5 separate regions of the Mus musculus genome follow, and regions 1, 2, 3 and 4 are each linked to region 5. A link is a contact called in public Micro-C and promoter capture Hi-C data. All regions are on one chromosome and are shown on one strand. The core of a region is the stretch at or near the end of the contact, and the rest is flanking DNA. Distances in the headings are between cores, read along the strand shown. Region 1 overlaps Snx29 (sorting nexin 29). Region 2 holds the start of Shisa9 (shisa family member 9). Region 3 holds the start of Snx29 (sorting nexin 29). Region 4 holds the start of Cpped1 (calcineurin-like phosphoesterase domain containing 1). Region 5 holds the start of Mrtfb (myocardin related transcription factor B).

Region 1 (4,332 bases), core at 837-3,336, 1.8 Mb before region 5:
GCTCATCTCTTGTCTGTTGGATGGCTCTCTCTTCTGGGTAACTTTCTGTTGGGGTATGAAGCCTAGAGCTGCCTTGGCCATTGTGTTCTCATGAGGGAAGACAGCATAGGGTGAGGGTATGCAGGCACTCAAATGAGGAGCGGTGGGCAAGAGAGCTGGGTTTCAGGATTCACTGGGATGCTGGGCCAACCTACTCTTTTTGTTTGTTTGTTTGTTTGTTTCAAGACAGGGTTTCTCTGTATAGCCCCAGCTGTCCTGGAACTCACTCTGTAGACCAGGCTGGCCTTGAACTCAGAAATCCACCTGCCTCTGCCTCCCAAGTGCTGGGATTAAAGGTGTGCGCCACCACCGCCCGGCTCCAACCTACTCTTGAAGGCCTCTCTGGACCTTCTCACAGTGTGGGCTGATGAATCCCCACTGCTCTTGAGATGAACTGGAGTTGGGTTTCTGTTTCTTGTCACTTTAAGAACATTCATCAGCAGAAGGTTGTGTCCAGCATCTCCTGACCTACCCAGGTAAGGGCTCTCCGTGGTGCTCATGCTCAGGCACCAGCATTGCACAACAGTTACTACTAGCAGTGACAATAGCGTACTGCCACCAAAGGCTCAAATTTAGGCCAGAGGCTTCCTCAGGAGGGGCATGCTCTTGTGCTCACCTGGTTTTTCTTACCGCTGACGTAATGCCTGGCTCAAATAGGTCTCAGTGAAGTTGGTCTGGTGAGGGAGGGAAGTGTTGTGGGGCTAGTGGTGGTGTGACCTGACCCAAGTTATCTCCAAGGAATGCCCACTGGGCTCTTCTTAGTTATAGCTCAGTTCTAGGGAGCTCTTGGACTTGCTTGTTACCTGTTCCAAGACTATTTTGCTCACCATTTGGGAAGTGAAGCTTTCTGGAAATCCCTTCTACTTTAGCTTTAGCTAGTGAGAGCATTCATGGATGACAGAAGCCCACTTAGAGGCCTCTGAAGAAGGGCAGTGGAGTGGCTAGGGAACTCCTGCTGTGAAGGAGACCTGTTTCTCCACATCTCTCTATCCTTTTTCTTGCAGTTGGCTTCATTATCAGGTTTGATCTTCTCTCATGGTGACTAGAGGATCTGTAACAGACCATGGCTGTGCTGTGCCCAGCCACTTCACCTCGTCTCCCCAGCAGCAGGCATCTCTTGCTCTCAGGCCCAGATCAACGCTCCCTGTATCCAGGAGGTGGCATCCTTTCCTTTCTGAACTGCAGGAGTGAGTGTGGGGCTGGAGAGGACTTCCCTAGATGGGCAGCAGTGACTGTAGACTTCCCATGGTGATTCCTCCCCATCCCATTTAGGTGCTTTAGATGTTCCAAATTAATGTATTAGTGGCGTTGGGCCGACAGCCCTCAGTGGAATCTGACAGGAGTGAGTACACTATGCTACCTCCTCTGGCTGCTTTCTGTGGTTTATGTCTCACAAACTGTGACCTCTAGTGACCTTGTTAGTCATCTATTTTGCCGTCTTTGGACTTCATGCTAGCAGATTTGCTGTTCCTTTTTTGTAAACATTCTTGGTGACACTCCTAATGTCCATAACTAATATAACATACATATAACACAAGTGATTTAGGAAGCTAGCTTATAGTTTATGTGAAAGAGAAATGAACAAGAAGCCATTCATAATAGAAGCAGACTCTGTTCTACATTGGTTAGGATAGTTCTGGGACAGAGTGAACCACAGATGCCAGCTCTCTGCTGGCAGGGCCAGCCTAGTCTCTCCAGGGCTGAGTGGGATGGTGACTGTTGCAGCCCAAAACAAACACACCCAGGCCGGGAGTCTGTCAGAGCAGGAACTTGTTTTATTGTAGCAGTCTTTCCTTTATATAGGGTTGAAGAAAGAGGTGGGGATTTTTGGTGAGGTGAGATGATGTAGAGGGCGGGGAAGGATGCCGTAGGGTATAGGGTGACTGACAGAGCCAATAAAGTTATTCTACATCAGTGGTAGCTAGGCAAAGGCAGGCTTAAGCAGAAAGTGCTGAGTCACTCCAGTACGGAAGTGAGCAAGACAGGTCTCTAAACTAGAGCAAAGACTCAGACTTCCTCACTAGGCCTCAGTATCTGGCGAATAAGGCCCAACCCACAGCTTATAAAGCACTTCCTGGTCCACAGCTTGCACATAGAGAGGGAGGACCAGAGTGGCTGTTTATAGCAAATACGGAATGAAAATGCAGAGTGCAGCAGACCCCAGAGGAGAAGGGCTGTCAGCATCTGTGAGAGGCGGCTCCAGGTTCAGATTCTACACCAGTCTCCTACAGATGGCCCTAGGAGGCCGAGCCAGCACTGTGTACTGCCCCAGCCTCTCAGAAGGAATGGTGTCTTCAGCCTACTCTACATTTTGGCCTGACTATGCCGCCAGGCATGCCTACTTATCCCACACCTGAAGGGGGCAGCATTGCCACCAAGAGAATCCCTGCCTCAGCCTTTTCCCTTGTCCTTTTTCTCAGGACCATTGGCAGAAACACTGCAGAATGTATGTTTAGTCATCCTCTTGACCTGATTCCCCACGTGATCTTCTGAGCACCTACTGTGTCCAGTCACCCTTCCCTCTGCCTCCCTCATTCAGGCTACTGGACGAGTCACTTGTCTGGTGTGATGAGCTGAGAGTCCCACCTTTGCTCCATGCTCAGCAGCAGCCCCAGGTCCCTAACTTGCAGCTGAGAGCAGGGGAATCCATGTATAAGTCGGGACTTGTGTGTTAGGCCCAAGCATCAGGATAGGCAAAGATCTGTCTCAGTGGAAACTGCTCACCTGTAGTCTGGTGCTGCCGGAGTTCTTCCAGGCTCTGTAGTTTACCTTGTTCATTTGTTAACTCTTCAAAGAGCAGCTGTTTTGTGGTAAGCTTTATCAGTTAGAAATGAACAGAGCATGGCTGCGTGAGCCTATGTGTTTAAATTGAAGAGGGGTGGGTGGGGTGGGATGGGGTGTATAGACACAGATGTTAAACATTTGGCTGAGTGATTCTGTGCGCCAGCCATGCTCAGGTGTAAGTGTGGCATGATGTGGGGCAGGGGTGGGATTAGTTTTGCGTCAGTTTACTTTAGTCTTTGGGTTTGTTTGGTTTTTGTTTTTGTTTTGGCAGAAGCTTGGTAGATAGCCCAGGTTGTTCTTGATGTTCTTGAACTTAGTGTATAACCTAGGCTGGCCTTGAACTCAGAGTCCCATTGCCTCAGCCTTGAAAATATTAGGATTACAAGAGTGTGCTACCATTGTCAGCTCTGTCTGAGGCTGGGGTAGAGGGAGGTGCCTCAGGCACCATTTAAGGAAATACTTATTTACATAGGAGCCTCTGTTCCCAGTGGATGTGGGATGGCAGATGGCCACTTAGTGCCTAATGCTTCTCCTTTGGAAAGCCAGGGTGAAACAGTCTTACTCTTATAGATTTTTTTGCAAGAGTTAATGCTGATAAGTGCCACCCAGAGGCCCCTGCAGGTATCCTTAGCCAGAGCTGGGACCATGGAAGTAATTTATTCCTACACCTCAAGGCTACAGTCACTTTTTGGAGTTCATCTGGCTTGGTGTTGCTCAGACATAACTAACGTTCTAATAAAGAATTCTCTGGGTTAAAGTGCTAACCATGCTGCTTAGCTCTGGCTGCACATTTCAGTCCCCAGGGGAAGCTTACAGAACTATTAGGCCCAGGCCACCTTCCAGACTAATTAAGTTAGGCTTTCTAGAGGCGAGACCCAGACTGCACAGGTCTGGTGCCCAGATGTTAATGTCCTGCCAGGTATTGGGTGATGGAAGTGCAGCAGGCTGAGCTGATGGTGGGCACTTCTGAGGTTCTGCAGGGGATGCAGAGGCTGCTGGTGACATCCAGGAAGGTGAAGGTGCTTGATATTTTTATTTCAGAACCAAATGGAGAGTCAATTTGTTACTGTTAGTTTCTTTTGGAAGTGTTGGCATTTTTCATTTTTGCTTAAGAGTTTATTTTCAAGTAAGCTGTAAACAACTTAAGGGATGACTTTGTTTACCGATCTGTATGTGAACTTAAGCCTAGGCCTGCTCATGCTTTGCCCGTCAACACGGATTGCGTGTTCACAGGTTAAAACTGCACATGTGTTTTCTGAGGTGGAATTCTTTTTAAGGCAGGTTCTTTCTTCCTATATGGTCTAGTCTGGTCTTTGATTGGGACCCCCCTGCCTTAGCTTCTCTAGTGCTAGCATGGCAGGGGTGTGCTGTCAGACTCAGCTAGAGCAGAATTCTGTCATCTCTGGCTAGTTGACACTTCTTAAGGAAGTTTTTATTTCTGTGTTTTCAAACATTACCCTGCAATTGTAAAAGCTGTGGACCAACCCCAAATGGGAGGAGGCCCAAATC
Region 2 (4,387 bases), core at 1,629-4,128, 1.3 Mb before region 5:
AACTACATTAGTAGTTGGAAAGCTTATTCTGGCCTTGGCTTTACCACTTGCTAGCTAGAGCTCACAACTTCTTGGATCCTAGGAAGCCTGCTGGAAGGTCCCTCCCACAAGCCCAAGTATCTCCCAACCTCAGGGAAGACGGGATGCTAGAAAGCACCCTGCGTGCTCTGGGCATTCCTTTCCTCTTTTTTGTCCCAGATCGAACAATTTCTTAAAGATCTCTTTCTAACCCCTTCATGTCTCTCTCCCTCTCTCTCTCTCTTTCTGGATAGGCATATTCCCATGGGTGCAGGTGTGCACACACATGTGTAGCTGTGTGTGCTGAGGCCAAATGACAACCTCAAGTGTCATTCCTCAAGAACTTAATTTTTAAAAGATTTATCTTTTTATGTGTTTGTGTGAATTTATGTGAAGCAAGTGCATGTGGGTTCCGGTGCAGGCCAGAGAGTGCCATGTACCAGTACTGGAGCTGTAGGAAACTGTAAATCAGCTGATTTGGGTGCTGAGTCCTCTGTAAGTACAGTAAGGGCTCCTAACTGCTCAGCCATCTCTCCAGCACCCCATCCCTTTGTCAGGAGATCCCCCTCAGTAGGTTAAGACAGCTGGCCCAAGTGTCCCAGGGGTCTGCCTGTGTCCTCTCCCCCAGCTATGTGATTCTAAGTATGTGCCACCACACTCTGCTTCCTCATGTAGGTTTGAGGGGGTAAACTCAGGTCCTCTTGCTTTCATGACAAGTAATTTCATGATTCATAACTTGTTAAAAATCTTAATTAACTAAACACCTAGCTAACATACTTCACAATTCGTTTTTGTCTGTGTGCCTGGGAACACAGATTATCAAGGCCATTTTAGTCATGTTATTTACATGGCAGTGCTTGGAGACATTAAAGATAGAAACACGTAATCAAAGGTGGGGTGCATGTCTGTTAGGAAGGGACAGGAAGTGGCCAGTCACAGACTCTGGAAGCATAGTTCCTGGGTAAAATGTCAATAGCTTTCACTCCACAAACTCCCTGGGTAGCTTTCTCATTGCTTTGAGGCTCAGTTTCTCTCATTGCTATTGGGAAGATAATATTAACCAAGAAGCAGAGAATTAAGGGAGCCCCTGAGCTCACTGATTCCTCTACAAGACCCCAGGTTGTCTGGTACTCAGTAGTTATTGATTTTTAATAAAAGCAAGCTTAGGGATTGTGCTATAACTCACAGAGAAATGTCAGCTGCCATCAGCTCCCACACCAATGTTTATGGGATGGACAAGGTGGTAGCAGTTGTGGGTTGCCAGTATGACAAATATGCCTCCCACCCTATTTGCAGGGTCCTATGGTGAGGAAGCTGGTTGGCAGTTCTCTTTCCTTTTCACAGTGGGGGATGGGTTGGAGTACATTCTACTGCAGTCAGTCTTGGCTCTAAGACCTGGTGTGGTTTACCAAGGTGGCCCTGGGCTGCATTTGTAAATCTTCTTTCATCAAAGGGAGGGGGAGTTTAGCCAAACCCTTTGATTTGGAAAAAACTTGCCACACAGTCTTAATAAATCCTCTCATAAATTATCAATTAAGAGGATCCCAGCAGACCATTTTACATGTGGCCCAACTTCGTGGTCCTTTGAAAATTTCCCCCAAGAGTCCTGCAGCTGAAACCAAACAAGAGGAGAGGGAACAGAAAACATTGCTTCCTCTGTGATTCACCCAGCCTACTGCAAAGAGCATACTCAGTTAATACAATTAAAAAACAAAACGCCAGGGCGTGTGGGGATATAAATTTAGCTTAGCAGCTTTGATGTGAATCCTGATTTAGGGGCTATTGAAATCAAATTCAAGTAGAGGGCAGGAAGAAATAGGAGAAATGGTCGAGGGCTTATGGAGGGCTGGGAGGAATCAGTCAGGAGAAAGGAAGAGAGAACAAATTTGGAAAGGTTGAGAAGAGATGCTGGGAGCCAAGGAAACAACCTCGGTGAGGATGTCGGGGAAGGGGGGCTCCGTGGGGACAGGGGACAGCCTGCTCTGGAGACTGTCGCGCGGGCTGCAGAAACGAGTGGCTGAGGATGAGTGCCCAGGCCTTGCGCTGCGCCAAAACTGCCAGCGCAGAGGCGGCGCCGCTGTGTGCCCTCCTGTGGAGCTCAGCGTTCGCTGCGGGGGCGAAGAGGGACAGAAAGCGGCAGGTCCTAAGGGCTAGGGGAGTTCTTAGGAGAGCCCTTCCAGGGTGAGCCATTGCCTTCGCTTTGTCCGCTGACCGCCTCGCCAGACCACCCAGCTTTTAATATGAGTTCCCAAGCCCCTGTTCTGGGGTGCTTACCACAGCCCAAGGGGTTTGACACCTAACCCACCTTCCCAGTTCCAGCCTCTTCTCTGTTCAGGGACTCGAACCATCCCAGGCTCGCGCCAGGCATGAGGTCGCATCCCCGGAAAGGGCAAGGCAGTTCCTGCACGCCCGGGAGGAGGAGGGAGATCTTGTCTACACTGCTTCTAGTGTGTCTTGGAGTGAGCAAGCCATCTAATCTGTCCCGATTCTCCTAGTCACCCCTTCCCTGATCGACAGATTGCAATCGCAGCTCCTGCGCACGCACCCCTAGGGGGGGAAATCGAGGGCGGAACCACCTCTGAGTCTTTGCTTGGGGTGAGGAGCACCTTTCTCCCCGAGAGGGTGCCAGAGGTCCCGGCCGTGGTTCTTTCCACCTGCCGAGAAATCAGAGCTGTTCTTTCGAGCCTGGCAGCGGTGGAGCTTGCTGCTTTTGCCCGAGCTCTCTCTGCACGCCCCCTATTCGCCCCCGCCCGCCCGAGTCACCTCTTTACGCGCCCCCGCCCCTTTCGAGCTAGCGCTCACCACCACCCCTCCTCTATCCGCCCTCCTCCCCTTCCCCCTTCCCTCTGGCCCTCCCTTCATTCCACAAGTGTCGCTTCTCTCTCTCTCTCCAGCGCACTTGGCGTGCTAGAGAGGTGAAGAGCATCCTGCGAGCGAGCGGACGTGGGGAGCCGAGTCCCGGGTGGCGGGTGGAAGGGAGTTACGGACACAGCGACTCTCTCCTGTTTTCCACCCCCGCCTCCCCCGGTGGCCAGCAGGACCTGCACCCCGCGCTGGCCCCCGCTCCTGCTCCGTCCCCGCCCGGCCCCGGCGCGCTCCTCCCCGGCCGGCCCCCTTCCTCGGCGCGCGTCGCGCTGGAGGCGAACGCAGTCTGAGCCGAGCGCAGTGGCCGCCGACCACCGAGCGCCCCGCGCCGCCTCCCTGCATGTGCGGCCAGCGGCGGCCCGCAGCCCCCGCCAGCAGCCTCGGCAGCTTCGGCCGCGCGTCCAGAGGCGGCGGTAGCGGCTCCAGCGGCGGCCGAGCGCTCCAGCCCGGGTTGGGAGACACGATGCGCCGAGTCCTTCGGCTGCTTCTCGGCTGCTTCCTCACCGAGCTGTGTGCCCGCATGTGCCGGGCGCAGGAGCGATCTGGGCACGGGCAGCTAGCGCAACTGGGCGGCGTACTGCTGCTCACAGGGGGCAACCGCTCCGGAGCCGCCTCCGGAGAGGCCGGCGAGGGCGTCGGGGGCTCGGACGCACCGCCGACTCGAGCGCCCACGCCAGACTCCTGTCGGGGCTACTTCGATGTCATGGGCCAGTGGGACCCGCCGTTCAACTGCAGCTCGGGCGACTTCATCTTCTGCTGCGGGACTTGTGGCTTCCGGTTCTGCTGCACGTTTAAGAAGCGGCGACTGAACCAGAGCACCTGTACCAACTACGACACGCCACTCTGGCTTAACACGGGCAAGCCCCCAGCGCGTAAGGATGACCCCTTGCACGACCCCACCAAGGACAAGACCAACCTTATCGTCTACATCATCTGCGGGGTGGTGGCTGTCATGGTGCTGGTGGGCATCTTCACCAAGCTGGGGCTGGAGAAAGCGCACCGGCCCCAAAGGGAACACATGTCCAGGTGGGCTGCCTCCCCTTCGCCCCCCTCTTTGGGTCCACTTTCCTTTCCCATCCATCTCCAACATTCCCCAGCCGTGCTTCCCTCCACCCCAAGGTCTCCGATTGGGGAATGTCATCCAGGACGACAACTTTCCCTTGTAGCATTGAGCCAAGCAAGGCATTGGGCTCAGCACAGGTGGGAGTGAAGGCCGAGTGTGGAAGGGGAAAGTCTCTTTTCCCCTCGCCCACCTCCTGTTCCCTCTCACCAGATATGATGGTGGGTCTTGAGACACATAGCCGGGTCTTTAAACTCTTGCGTTTTGGGGAGAGGATCCATTTATGGAGGTAAACAGAGGCAGGCGAACCTGAAAGGAAGTGGGGGGGGGGGCGTGTATGATCCGTGTGCTTGTGTGTTGGAGGGAGGGAGGAACGGAGGGAAAGAGTGAGTACCTCCTGCAACTTGTACACTAGCGAAAATGAAGCAAAGGTTAGGGAGAGTG
Region 3 (4,586 bases), core at 401-2,900, 1.9 Mb before region 5:
TTAAGCTCTTGATTCTCTCTGGACTGGGATTATAGGAAGGCAGGACCTGTTCCACACTTGGTCTGCCTCATTTGTGGAGTTGGAGAGCTCCACGTGAAGATGCTAGCATCTGGGGAGAGAGCGCTGTTTGTGTCCTCCCAGGGTGGAAGGTGGAAGATTTTAGCTGAAGCCATGTGAAACCTCTGTAGGACTTAAGACCACTGGTAAAGGGCAGCCTGCAGGTTTAGTCACCTCCCTTTCCTTTCTTTATTGGAATCAAATCCAGGATGGCACACATGTGTTCTTCCACTGAGCTACTACAGTTTCTAGCTCTTCATTATTTTCTTATTTCTGATCAAGAGCCTAAGTTCTCCAGGCTGGGTGACTCCAGCCTCATATCCAGCAGGCAAAATAGTCTTTCAACTCCATATTTAAAATAGGGCAAAACCCTGGATTTCACAGTTGCTGTGAATTTAGCTCTTGTGTTCTCTCAGCACCTACCCACCTTTCCTCTCACTGTTGCCTAGAGTCAGTTGGACAACTCTTGTAGTTCCCTTAACCCACTGACCCACTGTCATTCTCCTCAGACCCATTACAATGCATTCTCATTCTAGAAAGTTCTCTCTCTCTCTCTCTCTCTCTCTCTCTCTCTCTCTCACACACACACACACACACACACACACCCACCACAAATTCTCCCAAGTGCCTCAGGCAGTAATTCGATTCTTCTGTGAATGTTGGTATTAAAGGTGTGCATGGTCACACCAGGATTGTAAGTGAAGTTTCAAATTCTGACTGCATCACTGTGCTTTGCACTTTTATTCCCACATCCATCATCAAGAAAGTACAAACTCTCCTGCCTGCAGGGCCTTGCACGTGCTACTCCAACTACTGAACTATATCCACCACTCCGGTTTTACCACTCCGGTTTTACTTTTTATTTCGAGAGTCTTGAGAAGTTACCCAGAATGGCTTTGAATTCACCTTTTGTTTTTGTTTGTACAGAGAGTTGAAGCTTGGGCCTCCTGCATGCAAGGCATGTGCCCTCTCTACCAAACTTTTTTTTTTTTTTTTTTTTTTTTTCGAGTCAGGGTTTCTCTGTATAGCCCTGGCTGTCCTGCAACTCACTTTGTAGACCAGGCTGGCCTCGAACTCAGAAATCCGGGATTAAAGGCGTGCGTTACCACGCCGGCCATCCACAGCTCTTGAATTCTTGCAGCTCAGGCTCCTGACTTATCCTCTTGAATGTTGGGATTTAAAGCCTGTACCACCAGGCCCTGCAGGCCCATTACTCTTTTTTTCTCTCTTCTCTTTGAGACAGTCTCAAGCAGCCCCATCTAGCCTCGAAATCATTGAGTAGTTCAAGGTTGACCTTGAACTTCTGATCCACCTGCCTTCCCCCGAGTGCTGGTTTGACGGACATGCAACACACTACTCCAAGCTCTCGGTACGCGTATATCGCATCCTTGTCCGAACTTCAGTCTAAATGGATGTCTTTTTCTTGGCTCGGGGATTGGGAGGCATTGATTTTGTGAGGTGCCGGTTCTCTTCCCTGCTACCCTGGGGCGTCGATTTGCCCGAGTATTTTGGTTCCGGGTCGGGAGGCGGGCCCTAGGAGAGTCACTGCTTCCGGGGCGGGGCCAGCGGGCGGGGCGCGCGTTCTCCCGGCCTGTGTGGAGCTCGGCGGCTGCAGACGCGGCGGCGGCGGCAAGGCAGGCGGCGGCCCCGGGAGCAGCAACATGAGCGGTGAGTGGCGGCCCCGCTGCTGTCACCCGCCCCGTAGCGCCACTGCAGCCGCACGCTCCGGGCCCGGTGTGCTCACACGCTGCAGACCCCCGCGGGGTCGCTCGCAGGCTCGGAGCCCTGGCCCGGAGTCTCCTGCACCGCTCCCACTATCCCGGGGCTGGCGCTCCTGTCCCTCTGCCTCACCAGTGACAGCCAACTCCTAGAGCAGAGCTTGCTCCCAATTCCCTCCCAGACAGCCGATCCCTTTGACAGGTTTCCGCACCCCGGATTCTCAGATCTCTGGTACTTGCCTTAGTCCCTCTTTCTCCCGTGACCCTCCTGGGACTCAGCTCCAGTTACCAGCCCCTGGTTTTTAGTTATTCTCTGTTCCAGGTCTCTTCCACCCAGTGACTCCTCTTTCTCCAAAGGCAAAGAGCATCTCTAGACACCCCTGTCACACACAGCAAACCAGAGCGACAGCTCCGGGTCCCCAGAGGTCTCAGTGTTAGGACAGCTTTGTCTTCTTCCCTCCTCTTCCCTGCACCTGTGTCCCCAGAGCTGGCCAGTTAGCCTCGCAGCGTCCCTCTCCCGGTTGTGCCTTTTGTATTTGGGCTGTTAGTTCATGCTTCAGTTCTCTCCATGTCTTCCTCTAGCTCATCGTTTGAAGTCTCCGGTTGTGTCCTGAAGCCCTTTCCTTCTTGCCCAATGCTGAACCTAAATGGGGCTCAAGCGTTGCCCAAGCCAATACCACCAGCAGGGAGGTGGAGCGGGTGGGGAGTCTGGAAGTGAGAGGCAGGTGCTTGTGACGGCTTGTGCTCAGTGATACCGAAGTTTAGTCCCTTTGTCGGAGTCTGTGTCTTCAAGCCTCCCTCTGAAGAGTCCTGATGATGTTTTGATGTTTTGGTGCTAAGTCATTCCTGGGTGTTGCGCGTGGAGATGGGAGTGACTCAGGGAAGGCTTGTGTTGGCTGTTGATTCTCCTGCTGGACTCAGGGATCTGGATTCCCTTAGGAGGACCCGCCTACCCTCGTAGTTTCTGTTTTTTCTTACTGTGCAGCTGGATTTTCGTCTCTGCACCCAGTCTCTAGACTTGCACTCAGGTGTTTCATGGAGCGGAGAGGGTGCTAGGGCAAAGGAGCAAAGGGCAGTCTTAATTTTTTGTTTTTTAAATTATTTCTGTGCATCTTTAAAAAAACGTTAGATGCTTTTTGTTGCTCAAGAGCAAAGTTTATGGAACTGTGGTCTTATTGAGGGGACTAATGGAGGGGTTTTTACAGTTTACGTTCATCTGCCAAAGCAAATTACTGGGTCTAACTTAACACTAATGTTAACAAAAACGTGTGTGCCAGCATCCACCAAAAGGTGATGGAGCCCAATGTACTGGGTTCAAATCCTGGCTCTACCACATAAAGCAATATGCTTTTTTTTTTTTTTTTTTTTTTTTTTTTGGTTTTTGGTTTTTGGTTTTTGGTTTTTCGAGACAGGGTTTTTCTGTATATCCCTGGCTGTCCTGGAACTCACTCTCTAGACCAGGCTGGCCTCGAACTCAGAAATCTGCCTGCCTCTGCCTCCCAAGTGCTGGGATTAAAGGTGTGGGCCACCACCGCCCGGCAGCAATATACTTTTTTTTTTTTAAACTCGTGTTTTGGTTATTAGTTGGGATTTTCTTTTTTTTTAATTTTTTAAAGATTTATTTATTTATTATATGTAAGTACACTGTAGCTGTCTTCAGACATTCCAGAAGAGGGCATCAGATCTCATTACAGATGGTTGTGAGCCACCATGTGGTTGCTGGGATTTGAACTCTGGACCTTCGGAAGAACAGTCAGGTGCTCTTACCCACTGAGCCATCTCACCAGCCCAGCAATATACTTTTAATTAATTAATTTAGTATGTGTGTGCAGGTGTGTTTGCATGTGCACATGTGTAGGAGGGCCAGCAATCAACCCTGGCTGTTTTTCTGTCTTGCTTCCTTATTTGTGGAGATAGGGTCTCTCACTGACCCCAGGACTCACCGTTCTAGCTAGACTGTTTTGTTTAGCTGGTCTTGGAAATCATCCTGTGTCTGCCTCAGCACACCAGTCCTGGAGTTAGAAGTATGTCCCCCAGCAAGCACGTCACTGACTGAGCCACCTCTCCATCCTTTAAAGATGCGTAAGTTAGAGCAACTAAGGTGGAATTTGCAGCAAAGCAAGCATACACAATAGCATCTGCCTCCTAGATTAGTAATGACTTTTGGTTGCTCAGCTAAATGATTGGTGTTAAGTCCTTTAACAGGGCTCATTGTTACTCTTTCCATAAAAGCTGAGTGAAGAGTGGGGACAGGCTTGCATCTTAGTCCCTCTGGGACAATGGTGGGAACCAGGCACTCTGAAATACTTTGTGATCCCAAGGGGTAAATCCAGAGCCTCATGTATGCTGAGCCTATGTCCTCTCACCAGAGATAGATACCTTAATCCTAACTTTTCCCTTTGAATGTGACCAAAGGGCTCGTCATAGACCTGGATGTCTGCAGAAGAAATTCCTTTACTTCATTAGAGGAAGAACTGAAATTGAGAAACCAAAGGAAATTGGCCAGTTTATCTTTCAAGGAGACACTTAGTATCAAAACTCTGGCTCAAGCATTTGTAGTTAACTAATGACCTGTGTTTGGCCCTGGGACCCATAGGATAGAAGGAGAGCTGACTCCTGCAGGTTGTCTTCTAACTTCCACAGAAACACTGTGGCTAGCACATGAATCCACAAGATAAATAAATACAAACGTAATAAGAATTCAAGGGAAGTTTCAAAAAAATCATTAGGTCTCAAGCCAAACAAAGCATTTAAAAGAGACCAAATGGCCTTTTTGGAAAGAGCAACTGGAGGCAGGAGCCTCCCGTCCCC
Region 4 (4,109 bases), core at 1,022-3,521, 1.3 Mb before region 5:
GTTTGAGGTCTGGGAATTTGTCACCCTTTTCTTCTCTATTCTTCCCAGCTTACTAGAGAGTGTAAATGAAACATGATATTTCTCAGACTGGAGAGAAGCTGATAGCAGGAAACTCTTCCAGTCTACTAGAGGGAATAAACAGTTACACCCCCCCTTTTTATTTTTTATTTATTTTTTTGTTTGTTTTTTGAGACAGGGTTTCTTTGAATGGCCCTGGCTGTCCTGGAACTCACTCTGTAGAACAGGCTGGCCTCGAACTCAGAAATCTGCCTGCCTCTGCCTCCCAAGTGCTGGGATTAAAGGTGTGTGCCACCACTTCTGGAAGGTAATATAGCTATACCTGGTAAATCTGGGGATGATTATACTCTATAACCCACATCCCTGCTCCAGAAGAAATTCTCCCATGTGTTTATAAAAGACAGTTGTACAAAAAGGCTTACTATAATACTGTTTACAAGAATGAAAAGCACGTAACTAAATGGTCATTGTATCAGTCAGGACCAAGGGAGGAATAGTAAATATACTAAAACTAAGAAAATGCCTGAGTCATTTTCAAAGGGATTATCTGGGATGAGATGAATATAAAGAGACTATGAGGAACATTAAGCAGCCAAAAGATAGAGCCACTGTCATTCAGATACCTCCATCTGGGAACAGAGTCTAAGAACATAAAGACTGTTGGGAGAAACAGGGCCTTCTAGGGAGGAATACAGTCTACAAAGGGGAACCCTGGAAGGGCATCAAGTGCAGGAATACACATTCAGGTGTTTGTTTCTCCTCCCCCTAATCTCCCGTGGGAGCTTCTGGTTGGCTGAGTGTCTTCTTGCCCAGCTCTCCTGCCAATCTAAGGATCAGGACAAAGAGTTCATTCCTGCAAGCAGTCGCTCCTAGAGCACTGTGGCAAAGAGAAATCTGGAGAAGCAAAGACAAGAAAGACACCAAGTTGGTAAAACTCAGCACATCCATTAACAAAACATACAGCACGAATGCGCAATCAATGGGATACTGTTCAGAAGGAAGGAAGGAAGGAGAACTACTTAGAATAGGAGGCATCTCAAAAACATGTAGGCTGGGAAAACAAACAAACAAAAACCTAAGACACATTAAAATCTGTAGAAAATGGCAACACTGCAGACTGGACTTTCCCCAGTCCACCATCAGTGGATTTTTGGCTGTGCGCACCTGTGCAGAACCTTGAACTGCAAGGAGGGGAAAAGAAACAAAGGCCTAGCAGAGAACTGTAGGATTGATCTTCTTTGGCTAGCTAGGCAGAGGTAAGTCTGAGGAAATGAACCTGAAAATAGGATGTGAAGGCTGAGAAGGTGCCAGACTTCCAAGTCCCACCAGGTGAGCAGAGGAGAGCAGGTGCCAAGGCCCTCCGGGTTTGGAACGGGCCTGATTCTTTTTTCAGAGCAGTTCAGGCAAATTAGAGGCTGGATAACAAGGCGAGCGTTCCTGTGATTCTAAGCCAAGTGCCAGAGAAGAATCAACCCCAAAGATCCAAAGGAAACACAGGGAAACAGGAACCAATCCGGTATCCTCTGAGTTGCTGGGGCCTATCATTTGCTTAACACCCAGCATGTGTTCCACACCCAAGGTTACAGAAATAGTCTGATGTGTTAACAACGCTCCCTTTGAGGCAAGACTGGGTCAGATTATCTAAGCCCAACTTCCAAGAACGCTACCTGGACCAGAATGCCTTCCCTTTCTACGGTTACAGTAAGCAACTGGATATAAAAACACTCTCACTACAATTGACAGCCCCTGACACACACAGCGCTTGTCAGCTGCCCCGCAGAAGCTTGCCAAGGAAGAGAGAAGACAGGCCCCGTAGCAGAGCCCAAGCAGTCATTCACTTCTCTGCCACCTCCGCCCCGCTTCTGTTTAGTTTGTTTGCTTTATTTTTTAAGTTTGTGGTTTGCAAGGTCAAGTCAAGGCCAGCGAAGCACCCAACACTGCGAGGGAGGAACAACTCCGACAACGGTCCCCGGTGCTGTGTGCAACCCACGAAGGGATCCGGATAGAAGTGAGCGCCCGCGACCGGAAGGTTCCCCTCGCGGAAGGTTCTGCAGCTCTGGAGTGCCCCCCTTCCCAGGCGAAGAGCCAAGCAGTACCTGAGGAAAACGCGTCCAGGGTCCTGCCCCGGGCTCTGTGGAAAACATCCGCCGCCTCCATAGCGGACATGGCGAGCGACTGGCCTTGCCTGGGCACGTTCTGTGAGAGGAGGGAGCGACTCCACACCACCCGGCAGCCCCGCCTGGAACAGCTTCTGGAACCTGCCCTCCAGGAGGGCCGGGCGGGGCGGGGCCGCTCTGGGTGCTGCTAGTACTGCCTGGGCAGAACACGGAGATTGCCACCCCTAGTGGGATCCTCCCGGGGTCAGGATCCAACTTTCACTGGAACAGACTGGGGGTTGAGGCTTTGAGGCCTGGAGTTGTCTTATGTAACACGCATCGGGCCGCTTCATAATTTGGGATTTCAGGTTAACAAGAATAGGAAAAAACAAAACAAAAACAAACAAACAAAAAAACCCAACAAAACCCACGTTTAGCTTAAATATATCTCATGCAGTATTTGGGAGATACTTAAGCAGTTATTTTTAAAATATTGTTTATCTGAAATTCCATTTCAATTTGATGTCCTAAGTTTTATGTTGCAACCCTTCCAAACTGCCCACCATAATCTCAAGAGTCTTTAAGGCATCTTGACTGCCTGGACATTGCCACTGTCATTCTGTCACTGTTGTTGCTGGGTAACAGGCATTGCCCGAAGTACTTTGTGTTTTGCTTGTTACCTCATTGACTGCACTTGTCAGATGGGGAAACTGACACTCAGAGAGAGACACAACTCCTGAAAGCTAAGAGCTGCAGGTGAGCAAGACAAAATCTATCCAACTCAAAAGCCGTTACACTGGACTACAACCCTCACACTTGGTAGCAATCCAGATTTCGAGGTGGAAAATGTTAAATTCAGATCTCCAAAAAGAGGATACATTTATTAAGCACTACAGGGGAATTCCTAGGATCTGCCAAGTTGCTAAATTTTCTTCTCAACAAGTGTAAGCCTGAAATGTTCGTATGGTTAACAGAGCTAGGATGATGTCCCATGACCTTGAACTAGAGTCAGATATAAGTCCTAGCAATTTAGGACAGAAATACAAATGAGCTTGTGTCTCAGCTACTTGGGTTTATCCTAATACTACCACTTACTTTAGGTATGATCTTAAAAATTAGTTGCTCTGCACCTCAGTTTTCCTACCTGTCAAATGAGAACAATAACAATACCTAGGGTTATTGGGTTGGTGAGAAAGTTAGATGATGTTGTAATTTGCACATAAGATGTCTCCCGTAGGCTCATGTTGGAAGTTGTCCCCAGCTAGTTGTGAACGAAAGAAAAAGAAATAAAAAGGAAGGGAAAGGATATGAATTCCCCCTAGGTGTGGTGGAGGAGAAAGCTTATCTGTGGGAGAGTGTAGCCAAAAGCTGAGACATCTGTGAAAATCTAATACTGGGCAAGGGGAAGGGGTAAGGAGAAGGAGGGAAGAAAAGAACCAGGTGCAGCAGCCAGGAGGCCAAAGGTACAAAAAGGCTGGGTAACAAAATGTCTGGACTATATAGGGAAGAGCCCCTGGGGGGGGGGGGAAGGGCAGCCCAGCCTCTGGGCTGGAGTGTTCAGGGTAAAGGGTGGGATATGCCAGCCATACCCTATATCAGGTAGGAACTGAGGCTGCTGGAAGAACCTGGAGGCCAGGTCCACTTTGATGTGCTAAACTGGCACCTCACCCATGTCCTGGGTTTAAAACTTAACAAATGGCAGTGGTTTGGGAGGTTCAGAGAACTTTAGAAGGTGATTCCAGGTTAAAGAATAAAGGTCTTTGGAAGGCGTGTCTTGGAGATAATCTTGTTCCTAAACACTTCCTGTGACAGTGTGCCGCTTGCCCTTCTTGAGGTGAGAAGCTCCTGTGCCATACATCTTTGTGATGTTTGGCTAAGTTCCTGTGCAAGCATCTGCAACATAAAAACCTTTCTCTGATCCGTTTCTGCCATAGTCGTGAACAAAGTAACAAGAGTTGATGGATTTGTATGTCAAACTGCTTAAAGTAACAGTTG
Region 5 (4,163 bases), core at 48-2,547:
TGTGTTACTAAGACCATATGGGTATTTTCTTTATTGCAGGCTTCGGAAGTGTGATGGTTCGTATATGCTCTGCCCAGGGAGTGGCACTATTAGAAGATGTGGCCTTGTTGGAGTAGGTGTGTCACTGTGGGCATGGGCTTTAAGGCTCTCACCCTAGCTGCCTGGAAGCCATTCTTCTCCTAGCAGCCTTCAGATGAAGCTGTAGAACTCTCAACTCTTTCTGTACCATATCTGCCTGGTTGCTGCCATGTTCCTGCCTTAATGATAACGGACTTAACCTCTGAACCCGTAAGCCAGCCCCAATTAAATGTCCTTATAAGAGTTGCCTTGGTCATGGCAATTTTCTGTTTACAGCAGTAAAACTCTAAGGCACGAGGTTATGGGTACCCACTTTAGTGCATCTCACTATGCCAGCCTCTCTTCCTTAGAAGCAATTACTCTTAAGTTTTCTTTTGGGAAGAAGTCACACCGTAATGCAGTGGTTCTCAGCCTTCCTAATGCTGGGACCCTTTAATACAGTTCCTCATGTTGTGGTGATCCCCCAACCATAAAGTTATTTTGCTGTTATGAATCAATGTAAATGATACACAGAATCTGATATGCGACCCCCTGTGGCCCCGAACAGCTGACCTAACTCCACGAATGCCCTGGCTCTATGTCCATGAACCATTCTATCCTGGGTTCTCCCACTGTTTTCGAACATATTTTGCTTTTAGGGCTCTACAGAGTTGGAGAAAGTGTGAAAAGCGTTCTCTTGTCTAGTTGCATTAAGATGGGTTGCAACAGACCCCCTATTGGGGTCACTTCTTCCACTCGGAAGAACTACAGAGGGGTGGAGAGTGAGGCAGGGCTCAAGAGGAGGGGTTCCTACAGGTGCGGGTGTGGCATCAGAAACGCACCGACTCCACAGGCCGGTCTGCTCGTCCGCTGCAACCTCCTTCTGGAATGGGGAGGCGGCAAGAATGCACTTAGTGAGGCAGCATGAGCTGTTTGCTTGCTAGGGTAGCCGGCACTGACTGACCATCTATCTGACTGGGAGCAGCCAGAGCTTAGGCAGCAACCAAAGAGCTCCCAGCTCCGCAGCCCAGCTGCGCATGCGCCCCGGGGCAGCCAGGTGAGAGCGCGGCGGGAGCGGGCGGCCTCGCACCTGGGTTTTAACTTTTCCGGGTCAGGGGCGAGGGCGGATGCCGGGTGGGAGAAGGGAAGCAGGGTGTAAACCTCCGGGAGTCGGCTCGGCGCTACCTGGAGCTTCCAGGACGGGCTCCGTGCCTTCAGACGGGAGGAGGGTAAGCACGGGGGCGGAGCGAAGTCTCGCGAGATCCGGTGGTAGCTGCGGCAGCGGTGGCGGCGGCGGCGGCAGCGGCCGGGGAGGTGAGCGGCGAGCGGGTGCGAGGCGGCCGTTGGGACTGAGGCAGGGGAGAGCTGCGGAGGGCGAGGCCGGGCCCCGGGAGAGGGACGGACGGAAGGCCCGCGTCCTCGGTGGCCCCTCGAGGTTGCTGCGGCGCCTCCGGGTGCGCGCTGTCCCGGGACTCGCGCGGGGCGGGGCGGGGCGGGGCGGCCGCGGTCTCGGGGCTACCGGGTCCGGGCTTCCCTCGTCGGGGGTCCCCTGTGTGCGGCCGCGGCCCGATCTTCCCGGGCAGCCTGGAGTTGGTACCAGGCGCTTCGCTTGCGCGCTCCCACGCTGGAACTGCAGTGAGGTGCAGCAGCGCCTTGGCCGGAGCCACTCGACGGGGACGTGGTGGGATGGGGACGGCCCACGCCCCGGACTCACCTTCCATCCTCCTCCCCAGCCCTGCTCGCGGCTCTTCCCCTGGGGTCCCCGCGGGGCTGCAGAGGGTGTGTCTGCAAGCCCTCCCGAAATTGCACGCACGCAGCGTTCCGGGTTTCCAGGGAGAAAGTTTTCCACCGCTTTTGTTCTGTCCCTGAAACTTTGCCTAGTTCTCAGTGTTCAGAAGCTACCCTTTGGCCCTGTGTATGAGCAGACGCGGTGTGACAGTGACGAGGGGTGCGGCGGGTGTAGGGTCTCAGGCCACGAGGATAGCTCAAGGTTTGCCTCAGGCAAAGAAACTTTGAAAAGTTTGATTCTTTTCTGAAGCTTGAGATCGCACTCTTAGGATGAGCGGTTGTGAAGTTCCTAACTTTTGGTTCTGTGGCAAATGTTTGCCACCCTGACACGAAGTTCATACTATATCTTCCTATACGTGATCCAAGGTCAGTAGAGTGCTCTCCTTTAGATGTGAAGAAGAAATACGTGCTATGGCGTTAGTGCAGCCCAGACACCCAGCTAGGTAGGACGTAATATCACGGACCCTGCGGCTAGTGAGTATGTTTGGAGACACACACTCACGTATGTACGCATGCACTTGTGGGACAGTGAGTCTCAAAGTCAGGAACAAAGATTGGGACCTGAGATAAAACCGTGTTACTTGGGGTAATTGATGCTAATGAGAAAAACAATGTAGGCTGACTGACAGCGTGCAAGATAAATCACAGCCTGTCTCTGGTTAGGCTCAGATAATACAGCCCTCCAGGGATGCTGTATTCCAGGCTACATTGTAACCAATACAAAGCCCGAGTTCTCTACATTTAATGGAGTACACAAAATCCCTCATGCTTATTGTTAGTAATAAGGAAATAGAAGATTGAAATTGTTGCACTTGGCAGTATGCTCCATGTGTGTCTAGTAGATGCAGGTGTAATGTGCTGTGGAAGTTCACACAGTTCCCTTTCCTTCACCTTGTTGGACTACATAATTGGGGCAGGGTGGTGGGTGTTTTCGAGAATGACTTGCCACATGGTTCAATATTGAATCCTAAAGTATGTTAATCTATAGTGGGCCAGGGTAGCCTTCATTATCACCTCCACCACTCATGTGTTAGATGGCTCTCGGTCCAGGGCTGGAAACACTGCAGATGCTTTCCGCTGCCGTCTAGGAGTCTCTTCAGTAACTAACAATGTGCTATGGGGACAGTTCTGCCCTCTTGAGAACCACTATATAAAGCACACGCTCCACTATCTAGCTAATTATAACAGCAGAATCTAATACACACTTTTCACTGGGAAGTAAAAATAAAATTCTCTCTGTGAGTCTGATACATAAAAAGACAGCCTCTGGCTAGGGACTCTTTCATGGATCATCATCTCTGGCTCTCAGGAGCCAGGTTAGTACCTGTTCATCTGCAGTTGTTTCTCTTTTGGGGGAATCCTTGTTGGAAATGTTGGTCACACTTGAACTGCTGACTGGCATGAGGTGAGAGTGGAGTTGGAAGCCAGGATGGTGATGGGCTGTTGGGAGTGTCCTTGAGTACCAGTGTAGCCCCGGAGCCTTTTCTACTTAGGGATAGTAGTGCATTTGGAGAATACAGATGTGCTCAAAAGTGAAAACTAAAATTACCTATCTAAGCAGTTCTAGGGGTTGGCTCACAAACAAGCTTGTCTTCATTGGAAACTTCTCCATGGAAGGGGAAAAAAAATCAAGAAAAGTTCAGCTCAGTCCATTTGTAGCTACAGCAGTAAATTCCAAATTGTTTAAATCTGAAAAAGTTTATTTTTGCCTTTTTTTCTTTAAATATAAGTTGCTTCTTGCTATAGAACATTTATTCTGTATTGCTTATTACTTTAGAAAGGCACTATGGAAATTAACATCTAAGTAAAGACTTATGAAAATAGGATGCCACATTTAAAGTTGTCTAGACATAGATACAATGAACCCTTGTAAAGTTGAACAATTCATCTAAGTGAAAGTAATTCATTTTTATTGCATTAGGCAAACACTATCCAGTTCCAGGGTAAAAAAAAGGCCAATTGTTTTGGTTGTTTTTATTAATCATTATTCTAGTTAGGATTTTCTGCCATGGTAAACACATGACCAAAAGAAACTTGGGAAGAAGAGGTCTGTTTTTGCTTACACTTCCCTATCAGTCCATCATTTTAGAAAGTCAGCGTAGGTACTCAGGGCAGGAACCTGGAAGAAGAGCTGGTGGAGAGGCCTTGAAGGAAGGAACACTACTAGCTTGTTCATCCTGCTTTCTTTCAGAGCCCAGGACCACCTGCCTAGGGGTGGCACCGCCTACAGTGGGCTGGGCCTCCCACAGCAGTCAGCAGTCAAGAAAATGCAGCCCAGGCTTGTTCACAAGCTAAACTCAGTTGAGGCTTTCTCTTCT

Evidence for each region. Promoter capture Hi-C pulls out the DNA fragments that hold promoters and counts their contacts. A called contact is a pair of places that touch in the nucleus more often than the background predicts.
Region 1: a promoter capture Hi-C map of embryonic stem cells shows a contact between it and region 5, with 6 times the contacts expected there. The contact joins the enhancer-like site here to the promoter of Mrtfb in region 5. A contact is called at or near these places in 3 of 39 promoter capture datasets (embryonic stem cells, hippocampal neurons and liver) and 2 of 115 datasets of contacts at active chromatin or transcription factors (embryonic forebrain and pro-B cells).
Region 2: a Micro-C map of embryonic stem cells shows a contact between it and region 5, with 4 times the contacts expected there. The contact joins the promoter of Shisa9 here to the promoter of Mrtfb in region 5. A contact is called at or near these places in 2 of 39 promoter capture datasets (cranial neural crest and hippocampal neurons), 1 of 484 Hi-C or Micro-C datasets (embryonic stem cells) and 2 of 115 datasets of contacts at active chromatin or transcription factors (astrocytes and pro-B cells).
Region 3: a contact with region 5 is called in a promoter capture Hi-C map of pre-B cells, with 3 times the contacts expected there. The contact joins the promoter of Snx29 here to the promoter of Mrtfb in region 5. A contact is called at or near these places in 4 of 39 promoter capture datasets (cranial neural crest, maxillary cranial neural crest, pre-B cells and 1 more), 2 of 115 datasets of contacts at active chromatin or transcription factors (astrocytes and large pre-B cells) and 1 of 9 other capture datasets (embryonic stem cells).
Region 4: a contact with region 5 is called in a promoter capture Hi-C map of hippocampal neurons, with 5 times the contacts expected there. The contact joins the promoter of Cpped1 here to the promoter of Mrtfb in region 5. A contact is called at or near these places in 3 of 39 promoter capture datasets (cranial neural crest, embryonic stem cells and hippocampal neurons), 1 of 484 Hi-C or Micro-C datasets (uterus) and 1 of 9 other capture datasets (embryonic stem cells).

Annotation. Positions count from the first base shown.
Region 1 is chr16:11,454,490-11,458,821 of GRCm38.p6, forward strand. The region is part of intron 13 of Snx29 (sorting nexin 29); the gene reads left to right. Among named protein-coding and RNA genes, the nearest start is that of Gm32100, 130 kb to the right of the region's middle. Within about 2 kb of position 2,087, at least 253 of the 459 cell types and tissues checked have an H3K27ac peak or open chromatin away from gene starts, as enhancers often do. A contact at or near this core is called in embryonic stem cells, hippocampal neurons, liver and 1 more, where this site is marked.
Region 2 is chr16:11,981,235-11,985,621 of GRCm38.p6, forward strand. Shisa9 (shisa family member 9) reads left to right here and starts at 2,879. Exons shown (of 5, transcript NM_028277.2): 1 at 2,879-3,909. The coding sequence starts at 3,347. It overlaps Gm32278 (predicted gene, 32278), which reads right to left and starts at 2,511. Exons shown (of 2, transcript NR_155455.1): 1 at 2,324-2,511.
Region 3 is chr16:11,321,254-11,325,839 of GRCm38.p6, forward strand. It overlaps Snx29 (sorting nexin 29), which reads left to right and starts at 1,651. Exons shown (of 21, transcript NM_028964.4): 1 at 1,651-1,725. The coding sequence starts at 1,719.
Region 4 is chr16:11,907,152-11,911,260 of GRCm38.p6, forward strand. Cpped1 (calcineurin-like phosphoesterase domain containing 1) reads right to left here and starts at 2,272. Exons shown (of 4, transcript NM_146067.3): 1 at 2,115-2,272. The coding sequence starts at 2,184. All of the region lies in intron 2 of Gm9961 (predicted gene 9961), which reads left to right.
Region 5 is chr16:13,255,184-13,259,346 of GRCm38.p6, forward strand. It overlaps Mrtfb (myocardin related transcription factor B), which reads left to right and starts at 1,298. Exons shown (of 17, transcript NM_001122667.2): 1 at 1,298-1,371.